Linked DNA regions of Rattus norvegicus: region 1 is linked to region 2. A link is a contact called in public Hi-C data. All regions are on one chromosome and are shown on one strand. The core of a region is the stretch at or near the end of the contact, and the rest is flanking DNA. Distances in the headings are between cores, read along the strand shown.

Region 1 (7,311 bases), core at 877-3,376, 93 kb before region 2:
TCCCAGCAGGGGCTAGGATGCACAGACGAAAAAGAAAACATCTCTTAATGGAGCCTGGAGCCCAACAGGAGAGAAGCTCTGCATAGCCACACACTCAGACGGTGCACGCAAGACGAACAGCTCTGAAAGCTGTGATTCTCCAAAGTGACATCGTGCTTAGCGCGCCTGCCTGACTTCCTACTTGGCTGATGTAAGGAACCACAGATGCAGTGGCTTAAAACAACCTGCAAGCGTTATTTTGCCTTGCTGGAGGCTGAGGTGGATCTTACAGGCTAAAGCCAGTGCTTCGTCCCTTCTAGACTCTCTAGGGCATAACTCACCCTTTCTTTACCTTTCTTGCTTCTAAGCAGTGGTCCTCAACCTTCCTAATGCTGCAGCCCTTTAATACAGTTCCTCATGTTGTGGTGACCCCAACCATAAGCTTATTTTCATTGCTGCGTCATAATTGTAATTATGTTGCTGTTATGAATTGTAATGTAAATATCTGATATACAAGATATCTGATATACAAGATATGTGATATGCAACCCCAAGGGGGTTGTGACCCACAGGTTGAGAACCAGTGTTCTAGCTGGTGCGTGCCTCCCTTAGCTTCTACACCTTGATTTTGACAGTTGTTGTTTCTCCAGTCTCTAAAAAAGTCTCATTTAATTCTACTGGCTATAACAGTGAGTTAATTCTCCCCTCAACCTTTTTAACTCACACATAGAACAACCCCTTCCCGCCTTTGCTACACACAGGAAACACAATCATGCAAATGCAAAATGCATAGGTGGACATCTTCAAGTGACTTTTCTGCGTGTTCCTGGGATATCCTTAGAAACTAGTCAGCTGACTTGGGCTACACCAATTGTACATAGCATCTGGTAAATCTTGTGGGGGTAAGAGCAGAGTGGGTTTATTGTAGATGCTATTCTACAGAGTAAACTATCACATGGGTGGTCCTCATAAGATCATAGAATGAATGCAGGGCAGCTCTCAGACCTTGGGCAAGCATGTTACATACCTAAGCTCCCAAATCCATCTAAGTGAGTGGGAATACATAGAACTGTCTCGGAGAGTTAGAATGGGGATTAATGAAGATGGAGACGGTGGAATCTAAGACAATGCCTGGTCTTCAATAAATGTCTGTTTTGGAATGATTCCTTGTCTTCTCTGTGCGTCCTGCTGAGATCACTGCTTCCCCAACTCTCTCTTAAACTGTTACATTTGCATGTAACAGTCGTGTTCTGTCCTCCATCAATAGCTCTGGAGCCCAATCAATGAATCGTATGGCAGTCTCTAAAGCTTGGTTTCTTCCTTTGTGCAATCGAGATAATAACCTGTACGCTAACAGGCTAAATTAAGACATATGGAAAGGGCTTAGTGTAATGTCTGGCACAAAATTAGGGCCTGATAAACAGTAGTGTTATTCTCCCCAAAGGCCTGGCCTCCTTTCAGCCTCATTTCCCACATTCCTCATTCTGGAGCACAGGACAACCCTCTTGTCTGTGGGCAAACACCGAACCTGTGGGTATTGCTCGTTAGCAATTCGCTGCCTCCAGTTAGCAAATCGCTGTCTCCAGTTTCCTCCATGTGCCCTATGCAATTCATTCTCATGTTCTACTTCGCTTCCCAGAAGTCTGTCCAACCTTGACCAACCTTCTCAGTAGCAATTGTTTATGCAGGCCCTTGCCTTAACTCTGGGCATGGGCGAGGTCCTTGAAGCAAAGTGTCTCCTAAGGAGTACGGAAAAGTACTTCCCCTTCCTCACCGGCCTCAATTTTCTTGTTTGGAACGGGTTCATTGGACTGCAAGGTTAAAGCCCCAGCCAGGGCTGAGATGTTAAAGAGATAGTTTCATTAAGTGGCAAGGACCTAGGTCTACTCCACTTCTTCTGCAGAAGGGGAAACTGAGTACCGTTGGTGTTTTGGTTTTTTGCTTTCAGAAAGAGACGCGCTTTTCTTTGCCCCAGGGGTAAGCATTTTCTGGAAGGAGGCAGCCTTATTTTCTTCATCTGGTCAAGGAGGGGAAACTCTCGGACTTCTCGGGGGTCCTGCGCGCCCGGAAACACGTGTGTGCTCACCTACGTGTACGCACGTGAGCGCACCTACAGCAGCAGGGGGCGCTCGGGCCGGCAGGGGGCAGCACAGGCCCGGCGCAGCCCCGGGGGAGGAGGGCGTGCTGCAGTGCCGGCGGCGGCGGCTGGAGGTGCAGCCCTCCCAGGTGGGAGGCGGGGGCTGCGGGCGCAGGAAAAGGCGCCCCGGGAGCGGGCGCTCGGCGGGGGCCTCCTCGGGCCGGGCGCGGCGCGAGTGGGAGCGAGCGCGCCGGGAGCACGCAGGCGCTTTGCTCCGGCTGGCCCTCGGCCGGCGCGCGGCGCGGGAGCAGCCCGCAGCCGGGTCCCCCCGCGGCGCTCTTCGCGGGGCAGCGGCCACGCAGCAGCCCGCACCGACTGACTGCCCCAAGCGCGCAGCGGCGACAGCGGCGACAAGAGCGGGACGGTCCCCCGGGCCGCCCGTGCGCGCTCTCTCCCGCGCCGCTACTCTCGGCGGGCGCTGGCCCGGCCGACGCGTTCCCCGGGCGGCCGGAGCGCGGCCTCGGCCTCGGCTGGGGCGGGAGCGAGCCCCGGGCCGCAGCCCGCGGGAGGCGGCGCGGCGCGGCGCGGCGGGCACTGACGGCGGCGCCAGGCGCTCCCGGGCGGCGGCGCAGCGGCAGCGCAGGGGGCGGAGGCAGGGGGCGCCCCCGGCCAGGATGCTGCGGTTCCTGCGCCGGACCTTTGGCCGCCGCTCCATGCAGCGCTACGCGCGGGGCGCGGCGGGGCGCGGGGCCGCCGGGCTGGGGGACGAGCGCGACGGGGGGCCGCGAGGGGGCCCGGCCGCCGCCGCCAGCTCCTCCGTGCTGCCCGCCGCGCCCGGGGGTAGCGTGTTCCCGGCCGGCGGCGGGCCCCTGCTCACCGGCGGCGCGGCTGTGCACATCTCCGCCTCGGGAGCTGCCAAGGCCACCCTTTACTGCCGTGTCTTCCTGCTCGACGGAACCGAAGTGAGCGTGGACCTGCCGGTGAGTGACGCGGCGCGTGTGGGGCACTGGCAGCCTGCGCTCCTTGGGGCAGAGCCCCCTGTCCCCGTGGTTCTTTCCCTGGGAAGCTTCCCCGGCCGCTCTTTGGGACCCCTCCCCCATCTTCTGCCAGTCTTCCCCAGCCATGAACCCTCCCGGACCACCAGCTCGGGTATGCTCTGGGGCCCAGTCTTTGGCACCTTGCACCGCAGGGTTGCGGTGCTCTTCTTTGGTGACCCCCTAGGTTTTTTGTGCCTCACTCCTACCCTATGCTACCCCATGCACACGTCCCCACGTCCCCTCCCCTTGGCGCAGGTGGCCTCATTCCCTGCCAATGTTGGCTTTCCGATGCTGGATTGAGTAGAATTTTTCAAGCGACGCAGGGCTGCTCCGGGGTATCCCGGTTTTGGTGTCAGGCCTTAGTGGAAAAGAAATCCTTGCTTGGTGCTCAGCAGGTGCCCCAAGTTTGGGAAGAGGCTTAGGGAACAGTTTTGTCTCTCTGCCCTCTACCTATTCTCTATGGATGGCCCCTATAGAGAGTTTATCCCAAAGTGCTCCCTGGCTCACAGTCTCGCAGGGAGTGGAGTGACTTCGGAGCCAACTCAGGCCAGGTCAGCTTTGAACGGACAGAAGCCTTGGGGTGCTGGGAGTTGGGTCCGGCCACCTCTGGACTGGCCTACCCACTTGCTCCCACATCCGGCAGTGTGCGTGGGACGCGCAGGGCATCCCGGGGTAGCAGCACCAGGGCCTGCGTCCCGGCCACACACCCACAGGTGGTTGCACCCGGGCCCAGTTCCAGTGGCAAGCTAGGCCAGCGCCAGTGACTCCGACAGGGAGCCATGCCGCCAAAAGAGCCTTTCTGGCCGAAGGGGCCAGTCAGATCCAAACAAACGATGCACTAACGGGCGCCCACTGCGCTGCGGCAGACGGTGCCTTCGGGAATTTTGGGGCATGACTGAAGACACCGCAGTAATTGAGCTTTAGATGAGTTACAGATTGTCCGGAGCGTTTAGGCCTCCGGACAGTCTGTAACTGGGTGGTAGGGATTCTTTGGACTTAAGGGGAGAACATTTAACCTGTAAGGGTTTCAGACGGGAAAAATCATCCTTGCTGGCTTGGGCTCTAATGCTGCTTCGTGTGGGTTTAATTTGGAGACAGTTTCAATTTATGGTAGTTTCATTTTGTGGTTCCTGTGCTCTATAGGAGAGCATTTTGTCACAAAAATATCCTCGCGAGGCCTTTTCATAGAAAAGGTGCCAACATTCCCCAGCCCAGAGCTGTTGTCTTTTAAAAAGCGTGCATGTCTCTGCCCCCCAAGAATGAGGCTCTCCAGCTCTGATGCAGAGGCAGGCAGCCTGAGAGCGGGGAGCAGAGGCTAGGTGAGTGGGCAGCTTGGGTTGGGAGAGGATGTGGCGTAGTTTGCATCTGGCAAAGGAATGCTATCCTTGGGAACTTTGTCGGTGCTCCTTGCCTGGTAGTTTTCTTGTCTGTTCCCCAGGGATAATTGGCTTATAAAATGTATTGCTACTGTCAGGTTTGTGCGACAGGCTTAAGTGGTGTTTCTGAGATGAAAAATTGCAAACGGAGTAAAGTGCCCGTGTTCTGAAGAGATCCAAACAGGTACACAAATGAACAGGTTGGGAAGCTGACTGACTGCAGCTGGTGAGGCCATGGGGGAGGGGGAACAGTGGCGTTCTAAAAGGCTTCTTCTTCCTTTTTATAAAACAGAATAATTTCTCCATCTCGGGTTTCCTTCTCCTCCATCTCAGGTTTCCTTCGGATGGCAGATCTTTTTGATGCTTTTTGAAAAAAAAATATGTGCGACTTAATGAACCTCTGGCTTTATTTATACATACAGACATAGGACCATGCACCATGTCCCTTAGACAAATAAGAAGCAAATAAATGCTGGCTTTGTTGTGTGAGCTCTTAGGGCGGAAAGATGAAGAAAAATTGCCAGTGAACATGGCTCATTGATTTAAAGATTTATTAGATATTGGAATTGCATCAGTAAGTCTCCTCCACTAATCCTCCCAGATCGGAGTGCTAGTTCCTGTAATTAATTTTCCCAGTTGTGAGGTTTAGCGGCAGGCGGTGGCTCCCCTGTGAATTTGTAGTGCTTGTTCTGTTCCTCAGACCCACTTTACTGGATTCCTTTTCTATGCCTCCTTCTAGGCATTTGACACCACTGTGCTTGTTCTTCTGTCTCTGGATTTTTTTTTTTCCTGCTTTCTGGGCTATGGTCTTGCCTGGCTGTTTATCACACAGATGGGATTTACCTTTGACCTGGTACCCCTAAGCTTCCTTGTATATTGGATCACTTCCATAGAGACCCAGGGACCTGGCCAGACTCGCTATGACTCCTCCGTAATTAAAAACCCTCTGGTAGCTTCAGGAAGTCCTTTGCTCAGGATACAAAAGTGGTAATGTGTTGTCATAAACCTTTTTATTAGCCCCTCTCAGGACAGACACTTGGGTTCCAAAGTGACCTCAAACACAGTGACACACTCAAGAATGACCAGGCTGTGGCACCTTGGTGCACTTACTCATTTACCGGGTGTCTCGAGTGTGCTGTAAACAGGACGATCAGGGAGATACAGCCTGGAGGCTCCTGGAAGACACATCTGTATTCTGTGTGATGTTAGCAGGAGAAACACTCCCTAGTGGGATGTTCCAGAAGATCGAGATGGGCAGGTGTGTGTGGGGGGTGGAGGTGTCACAGGTGTCAGGTAAGAAGGACTTCCTGAAGCTTGGGATGCTTGAAATGGGAGCAGGTTAAATCCACTGTTACTTGGCAAAGGCACGGTCCAGTTGTCATAATTAATAAAAGGTGTCACAGTCATTTTCCTAATGAGTCCCCTCCCGGCAGACAGACTTGGAGTTGGGTGGTCTGGTTGGTTGAATCTGCTAGCATGACTGGATGGTCTGAGTCCTTCAGGTAGGGAGTCAGAGCTTTCTCAACATTGAATACAAAAATGAATAAGAAGGTCTCACCTATAGTACACAGTCCAAAGTGGACTTGGTGTACAAGACTAGCTTTTAGGTGACACCAACAATGCCCCCCCTGAGCCATTTCTCTTAAGAAACCCAGCCCTCTCATGAAGGGCTCTCTCCCTATCTCCCTCCTGGCAGTCCAGCCATGCTCGGCCTTCAGGTGTGGTCTGGTCTGAGGGAGCCAGGCACTTTCCTTCTACGAATGCGTCTGTAGATCCCACTGGTTGGTGTGCTTGGCAGCAGCACCCACTGTTGACTCATATTAGCTCTCTGTTGACTAAATCCCTGGCATGGCTCAGAGTTCGCCCGCTTCACTCAGCCCCGCCTCGCTCAGCCCCGCCTCTGTTGCCTGCGTGAGTGCGTGAGGTCTTTCAGCAGCCCCGTGTGCAAAGCTATTGGGACCAGTGGCTTGCCAGTTAGCACTCCCACCATGCCTTGCAGGGGAAGGCTGGTTGGCACAGTTGCTCTCGCTGTATCTGGAGCTTGGCATCGACTCACTAGGGTACTGTGCAAACGCGGAGAATTTCAGTGTTACTTTATAGCCCGACTGCCACCTTGGGCCACTTGGGCTCTGAGCGTTGGCTTCCCTGTTTTTAAAATGGGGAGATGAAGTGATTAAAACAAATTGGAATGCTTCAGTAAACAGGACATTGGAGGATTGCTAGAAAGTCTGAATTTTATAAGTGTCTCGTCCTTTTCTAGGGAACGAGGAGAAGTCTTAAAGACTTGTAATATGGTCTTTAGAAAAACAAAAAAGTGAACTGTACCAGGCAGGCTTCCTTCCCATTGACTGGCTCTTAGTGGAATTGGAAGCTGGATGCCGGATGAGAAATGCTTCACTTTTGAAGAGAATAGAAGCCTCCCCACAGGCTCTTAGAAGGACTGGTAGAACATACATGGTACAGCATAAAGATCACCTTATTTAGGAATTGAAAAAGCACATCCCTATCCAATGTATATATAGGCGACCGAGGCCAGGGGCCATAAAGTGACTTCCCTTTGGCCACTCCTTGGGGGACTGAAATGGCCTCCTCCAGGAAGGCATACAGCAGGCTGCCTTGTAGGATGCTGCCATTAGTCCCTCTTGCTGGCATGCTCACTCCCCGAGCTCTGCACCCCCCTCACTTGTCTTTACTATGTAGAAAGGGTGTGTGTGTGTGGGTGTTTCTGACAGTCACAATGGAAGCAGGTTTTTTCATTCAGTGTACATTTTTTTAAAAAATTTAAGATGGTTTCATTGTTGCCTAGTTTACAACTGCCGGTAATCCTCCTGCCTCAGCCTTC
Region 2 (6,773 bases), core at 792-3,291:
GCACTTCAAGAAGTAGCTAAGTCTGCCTGGTTGTGTGTTGCCACTTCTAAACAGGAGAGCAGGGGAACTTGGATGCTAATGGTTCCTCGTGTAGCTTTAATAATGATCACCATCACCCCTTGGTCTGTCAGACCATCTCCCAATCATTGCTCTGCCCTCCAGAGACTGGGTTCTGGGGATGTCCAGCCACTAGACAAGGGTGACCACAGCCATCTAAGGACCTGTCTCAGAGTGAAAGCCCATTTTGGGAAACAGGTGCAGGATCACAGAAGCTCGATGACGGGACATTTCAAGACAGACTGGAGGCCCGCCGTGTGACATTCTGGTCGTCCTGGGGAAATGGGTTTACAGGTCTCTGGAGAGGTAAAATGTGGGAACTTTGGAATCATGCACTTTGAACCTCAGCTTCGCCACCAGCCATGTGACCTTTGCCAGGTTTTCCCATTAGTCTCATTTTCCTCATTCCAAAAAGAAATAACAATATTTTGTTAGGGGACTGAAATCAGGTCTGGGGAGATGGCTCCGCTCTGTCAGTAAAGTGCCTGTTTCGTGAGCTTGAAGACTTGAGTTTGGATTGATGGCACCCACCCAGGTTCATGGCCTGGAAGGAGGTCTATGATAGCCATTCTTTGCCTTCCAAATGAGTGAGTTTATTGAGCACATATATAGCACTCAAAAGTAGAATAACGAGTGACCGAAAGGTAGAAACAGTGAGTAGAGGGCGAAATACAAACTCCAGGCTAAAACTACCCAGCAGAAACCAACTGGGGAAGCCTCATGGAGGCCTGCAGCCGGAGATCCTAATAGTCTCCTCCAGTGAGGCTTCCAGGAGAGAGAACAAAGAACAGAAAAATAGCATCATCACACCAAGGGCTTACAAACATGTAATACACGCCAGCTGGGGAGATCACCTAAGGCAGCCAGCTGGAGGTCCCAAGAGAGACTGTCCCTGGCAAGTGTCACCTCCAGATCCAGGTAGCAACGGAAGGATGCTTGGGGAAATTGAGACAGCTGGGGTCCTGATGGAGCTTTCCTCGGTGAACTCCCTACTGAGCAACTCCTGGCTTCTCTTTTTCCACTGTAGGCATCTTTCACATCGTGGGGCCAAGAATAGTAACATCTTTTGGACGTAATTTGTCTTCTAGCTTTTCCCAAGGATACCGTGTCTTTACTCTTGGGACGTTTCGCTGTTCTCTTTCCTCCCTGTTACAGAGCCAAGAGAGGTACAGCCCATTCCTTGACAACATGCCTCAGAGGATACTTTAAGACAAACTCGCTCAGGTCTGGGATGGGAGGGGGCAGCTCTGTTTCCAGAGCCTGTTAGTGAGCTCAAATGACACAGACAGTTGACCAATGGAATACACCTTGTATGTAGAAAGCTGGACGCGGTGCAGATCTGTAACAGTCCTGGGGCGGGGGCGGGACAGAGACAGATCTTCGTGGCTCATTGGACAGCCAGTTAAACTGGTGAGTTCAAGTTCAATGAGAAACGCTGTCTCCAAAACCAAGGTTAAAAATACAATAGATGACTTCTGTCCTTTACTCTGGCCTCAACACACAACTTGCAATCGTACATTTATAACACCTCTGATATCTCTGCCCACCCCCCCCACACACACAGAAATAATATTTCATCAAGGTGTTGGACACAGTGTCTAAGGCTATCTGCTTGCAATTTTCAGTAAGTTTTGAACAGTAACACCTTGGCAGTCCATGCGAACAGAAAAAGACCAAAGATAGTGTCTAGCACAAGAAATGGTATGTCTCCTGGGCCAAAGGGGGAACTGTGTGTTCCAAGTTTAGCAACAGAGAGGGATGCCTGGTTCTAGAGGAGAGATAAAATAAAAGACAGTTCACAGTGCAGAAAGATACCTCTCTTTGAAACAGCCAGGGTAAGAGCAGAAATACCATGGGGATCTTTTGAGGAGGGATAAAAGGAGAAATAGAAATGATATTTCTGTCTCCGAGTCCCCGGGGATGACTGCCAGGCACAGTGTTTGCCAACAATGCTGTTGTAATTGGCAAAGCTGACACGGGGTGAAGGGTAGGTGAGGGCTCAGAACGCATTCCACTGCTCCAGTAGGTCTTGAAAGTTTGCTGAGTTTAGAGTGTCTGTGTCGTTCCTGAGTTATCTAGTTCAGGGTTTTATCTCAGACAAAGCAGAGAAAGTTTTGCCCTGTTAGTATACTGAACAGAGAGTCATAAGGGAGCCGAGGGGATGGCTCAGTTGGTAAATTGCCTGTCATGCAAACATGACAAGCTGTGTTGGGATCCTGTGTACCCATGTAAAAGCAGAACTCAGTGGGGCCGGTCTGGAACCAAGTGCTGGGGGTGGGAGGAGGAGGAGGGTTTCTGGAGCAGTCACCGTCCAGCCAGCCTGGCTGTGTCAGTGAGCTCCAGGGTCAGTGAAAGACTTAACAATTAGGTGGAGAGCAATTGGGGCAGACACCCAACATTGACCTCTGGCTTTCACACACATGTACACACAGTGTGCCCTTGTGCAGCTGTGCCCACGCGCGCGCACACACACACACACACACACACACACACACACACACTCACTCAACTCACACACAAACCTGGTAATAAAGGGATCCATTGTGGGTTTTTTTTAAACAAATGCACAATGTTTGGTAAAAACTCAATGACTAGGGTGATGGTTCAGTGGATAAAGTGCTTGCCATGTAATAATAAAGACTTCAGTTTTGATCTGTCTCGCGCCCAATGTCCCGCCAGCAAGAACGATGCGCGGCAACAGGATTCTTCTGCGAGCAAACCTTTACTGTGTTACAGCTCTTCTGAACAGGGACCCCGAGCAGCAAAATCGCTCGGCTTATATAGACAACAGTATGCTAATTATCTCTCAGGGATTGGTGGGGCTTGGATCACCCCACTACTTGTCCTCCAGTGATTGGCGGAGAATGAATCACCTCATTAGCATATTAACGGTCAACTGACACCTGGTGCATAAACCGCACATGTGCAGTACCGCTGTTCACCACTAGAGGGAGCCCTAGCAAGGGGACAACCCTGCACATGCGCAGTAAGTCGTTTATATCCAGACAAGGCTGGATGTTGGCGCCATCTTTGTTTCGCCGCGCCGCTCTCTACATTGATCTCTGGAGGCATAGAAAGCCAAACATAGTAGCATACATATATAATTCTTCCGGTGCTCCTATGTCGAGGTGGGAGGCAGAGATGGGAGAATCCCTAGAGGCTTGCTGGCTAAGTAACCTTTCATGTGCCACAGAAACTAATGAGACCCCATCTCAAGGCGGAAGGTATAGACTGACCCGAGATTGTCCTCGAACCTCCACACGGATGCTGTGTTACATTCATGCATAGCACAAAGACACACACAACAAACAATTTTAAGACTCTTAACTATCTCCGTGACTTCCTTTTTCTTTCTCAGCTTCCTAGTTCTGGGCTGCGTCTCTTGTCAATCTCAAGCCAGTTACATGTAAAGAAGCACATGTGTTTACTTAACCAGTCAAAACTGACAGACACGCAGGCTGCGTCAGCTGTCGACGATAATTGTATGGTAGGCATTCTGTTTGTGCGCTTGAACAAATGAACACTATAGAATGATTCCCCAGGGAGTACACTTGCTAAGCCAAACGGTGTGAGCATTATAATTTGAGCACTTTTATGTTGCTCTTCCCCCTAAGGAGACGTCATGTGCTTGTTCCCTCCACATATAGGTGTGATGACAGAGGGACGAATGCTCACAGAGCTGCTGCTAGCTTTTAACCATTTCTGTTAGTCCAATGGATAAAGGCCAGAATATCTGTCTTTAATGTATTTCTCAGTGAGCAAGGTTGCACCCCGTCCACTGTTTATTTTTTTATTTATTTTGAGGTTTAATCTTACTACATAGCAATGATGGCCTCAAACTCCCTAAGCTTAGGCTGGCCTTGAATATGTGAACTTGATTTTCTGTGACCCTCTGAATCATCTGTCCTTTCAGGCTCTTTTATCAAGATCAGTTATAAAGTGCTTGCCAGGCGCACACCAAGACCTAAGTTTGGATTCCCAGACTCATATGAAAAAGGCGAGCATGGTGGTACATGCTTGTAATAGGGAGGTGGAAGCAAGCGGATCCCTGAGGTTTGCTGGCCAGCTAGCACATGCATACACACGCATTTGCAGACATGCATGTACACGCAAGTATGTACTTGTGCACATGTTTGGGGTGCTTAATCATTGTTAAACATGCCCTCTTAGCATTTTTTATAATCGTCACTAGACCTTTCTTGAAATTGATTTCCAGACATTCAGATGACCATCAACATGCTGCCACCCTGGAGAGCTGATGGGGGACACAGACAAGATAAAAATAGCTGAGATTAGGGAATTGATTTCTAGTGTCTGCGCTTCCTTTCCTGCTAAGGTTTCTGTTGAAAGCTTTCTACTCAGACTCCCATGCACTCAGATGCAGTGACCTACCTGTGCATTTGACCAAGGAAGGACCTCCTTGTAGTTATGATTATATTTCTGATAGATCCGATCCAAAATCGCAGGTGCATCCCCAGGCGGTGAGTGGTTTTAATGGAGAGAAGACTGCAGCTTTTAAAAACACCACAATAGTTGTCTAGGCAACCCACTCAAAGGGGTTAGAATAGTTAGAGTCACACCCTACAGAAACCCACCTAATCACTCCCTGCCTGAAGGGATGGCTTGAGCATCCTTTTTTGGTGGCGAAGACCCCATTAGCAAGAGTTGCTGTGCTAATGACCCAGCCAGCCTCCTTCCCTGGCGAACGATGAACATTGTGTGTGTAATAAAAGCAATTAAGCTGAAAGCCCTGAAACCCAGCCAGTGTCTGGCCTCAAAGGCTAAGGATGCCTCATAGAGACACTGCTAAAGAGCCTGTGAAAACTGGGCAAGGGACAGAGGCTTTTTTTTTTTTTTTTGAGATTTTTGTGCACTAATGAACACCAACACAGACTCCTGCTTGTTTCTGTCACCTCAGAAACACATATGCAGGTTTCGGCCCACAGTGGTGTGTCCTATAATTACAGTGTTGACAGCCCGCCCTCCACCCTTTGTATATTTTATCCATCTAACCTGAACTTTACTTGGAATGAATCATGTTTTAATTTCATCTGTTCAGTGAACTGGATGCTGTCTGAGGATTGGAAAAATATCCTTCCCAGCTCATGGCCGGTTCTCCCGTGGCTCAGGGTAGCTGGGATGGTAAGGGACGGGCTGTGTAGAGTACTTATTTATTTATTTACACTCTAGTAATAAGGCCCCTTAAGGGTTGCTGTGTATTGGGGTCTCTTAAAACAGCCACTGGGGGAAGTGTGTTTCTGCTGCTGCCCTCCAGAAGGAAGATTTTACTTAAAGCAGCGACAGTGGGAAACAGAATTGAAAGCAGAGAAAAGACTAAAGAAACCAAGAAGGAAAAATTCTCTTGGATGCTGTCTTAGTTGGGGTTTTAGTGCTGTAAAGAGAAACTGAGGCCACTAATAACTCTTATAAAGGAAAATATCTACTCCGGGCTGGCTTACACTTTCAGAGGTTCAGTCCATTATCATCACGGCAAGAAGCATGGCAGTGTGCAGGCAGACGTGGTGCTGGAGAAGGAGCCGAGGGTTCTACGTCTGGAGCAGGTAGGCATCAGGAGGTGAAAGTGACACCTTGGACAGACATGAGCTTTTGAGACCTCAGAGTCCACCCCCTAGGGACACAGTTGCTCTAACAAGTCCACACCTAATAGTGCCACTCTCTATGGTTCTTTCAGACCACTACATATGCATTAGAAGTAATGTTCTATGTAGAGTGACTCTGAGGTAGCCTTTGCTTTAAAGACAAAAAAAAGATCGAGCCAACTCTCAGTCATGGGCCCCAGAGCAAAAGGGAATTCATGAAATGGTGATTCACTGGACTAGACCTGGAATGGATCTGAAATTGCTGTCACCTTGAGATCTCACCACAAAATCATATGCAACCCCTCCTCACAGCTTCGTACCTCCTTAGTGGCTCATGTGTGCTTATGCAAGTGCACATATGTATGCAAACACACACACGTGCATAGGCATGTACTCACAAAGACAGACATTAGGAAGGTTTACACCAAGACAAAATGCATTCTTCTGAGAGAAAAATGTCAAGTGCCAAGTGCTTAAGCCATTTATTGAAATCAGTTGTAATAATTGGGTTTCATCAATTGAATGATAAATGTGTATCCTATGCTGGATAGTATAGTGTCATGGAATCTTCTAGGCTGTCCCCAAAACGAACGGTATTTTACTCTACAATTTGCAAAAGTAAGTTAATGTAGTTACAAGCAACTAGGGAACTCATAAGCAAAGTGAAACCTTTACGAGTAAATACTTGAAAATTACCTAAGAAAATTAAAATCTAATGCATCGGAACACGTTTGTTAGAGAGCATTTACTAGACATCCACACTCTCCCACATACTGCCATATTGGAAACGATATTTGACTCCAGGCTGCTAAGACACTAATTGAATTAAGAGCCCCCTATTGAATATGAAGTCACACATCACTCATGCTGATAGAACTAATTGGGAAAGTTGATTATTTGGAAATTTTCTTGAAAGAATTATAATTTGGGGAAAATCCCCTCTACCAGTGAGAGGGTCTATATTAAGGAGTCTAAACCACATTTTAAAATGCAACAAGGGGTTATGGGGTGGGATAGCAGGTTTCTGAAGGGGAAACCAGGAAATGGGATAACATTTAAAATGTAAATTAAAGAACGCAATTAAAAAAAAAAGAATTGGGGCTGGGGATTTAGCTC

Evidence for each region. A called contact is a pair of places that touch in the nucleus more often than the background predicts.
Region 1: a contact with region 2 is called in a Hi-C map of hepatocytes, with 2.3 times the contacts expected there. The contact joins the promoter of Epb41l4b here to the enhancer-like site in region 2. A contact is called at or near these places in 8 of 12 Hi-C or Micro-C datasets (Schwann cells, frontal cortex, hepatocytes and 4 more).

The regions. Positions count from the first base shown.
Region 1 is chr5:76,642,567-76,649,877 of GRCr8, reverse strand. Epb41l4b (erythrocyte membrane protein band 4.1 like 4B) reads left to right here and starts at 2,126. Exons shown (of 25, transcript NM_001401792.1): 1 at 2,126-3,036. The coding sequence starts at 2,731.
Region 2 is chr5:76,550,014-76,556,786 of GRCr8, reverse strand. All of the region lies in intron 15 of Epb41l4b (erythrocyte membrane protein band 4.1 like 4B), which reads left to right. Among named protein-coding and RNA genes, the nearest start is that of Frrs1l, 68 kb to the right of the region's middle. Within about 2 kb of position 2,041, at least 8 of the 93 cell types and tissues checked have an H3K27ac peak or open chromatin away from gene starts, as enhancers often do. A contact at or near this core is called in Schwann cells, hepatocytes and liver, where this site is marked.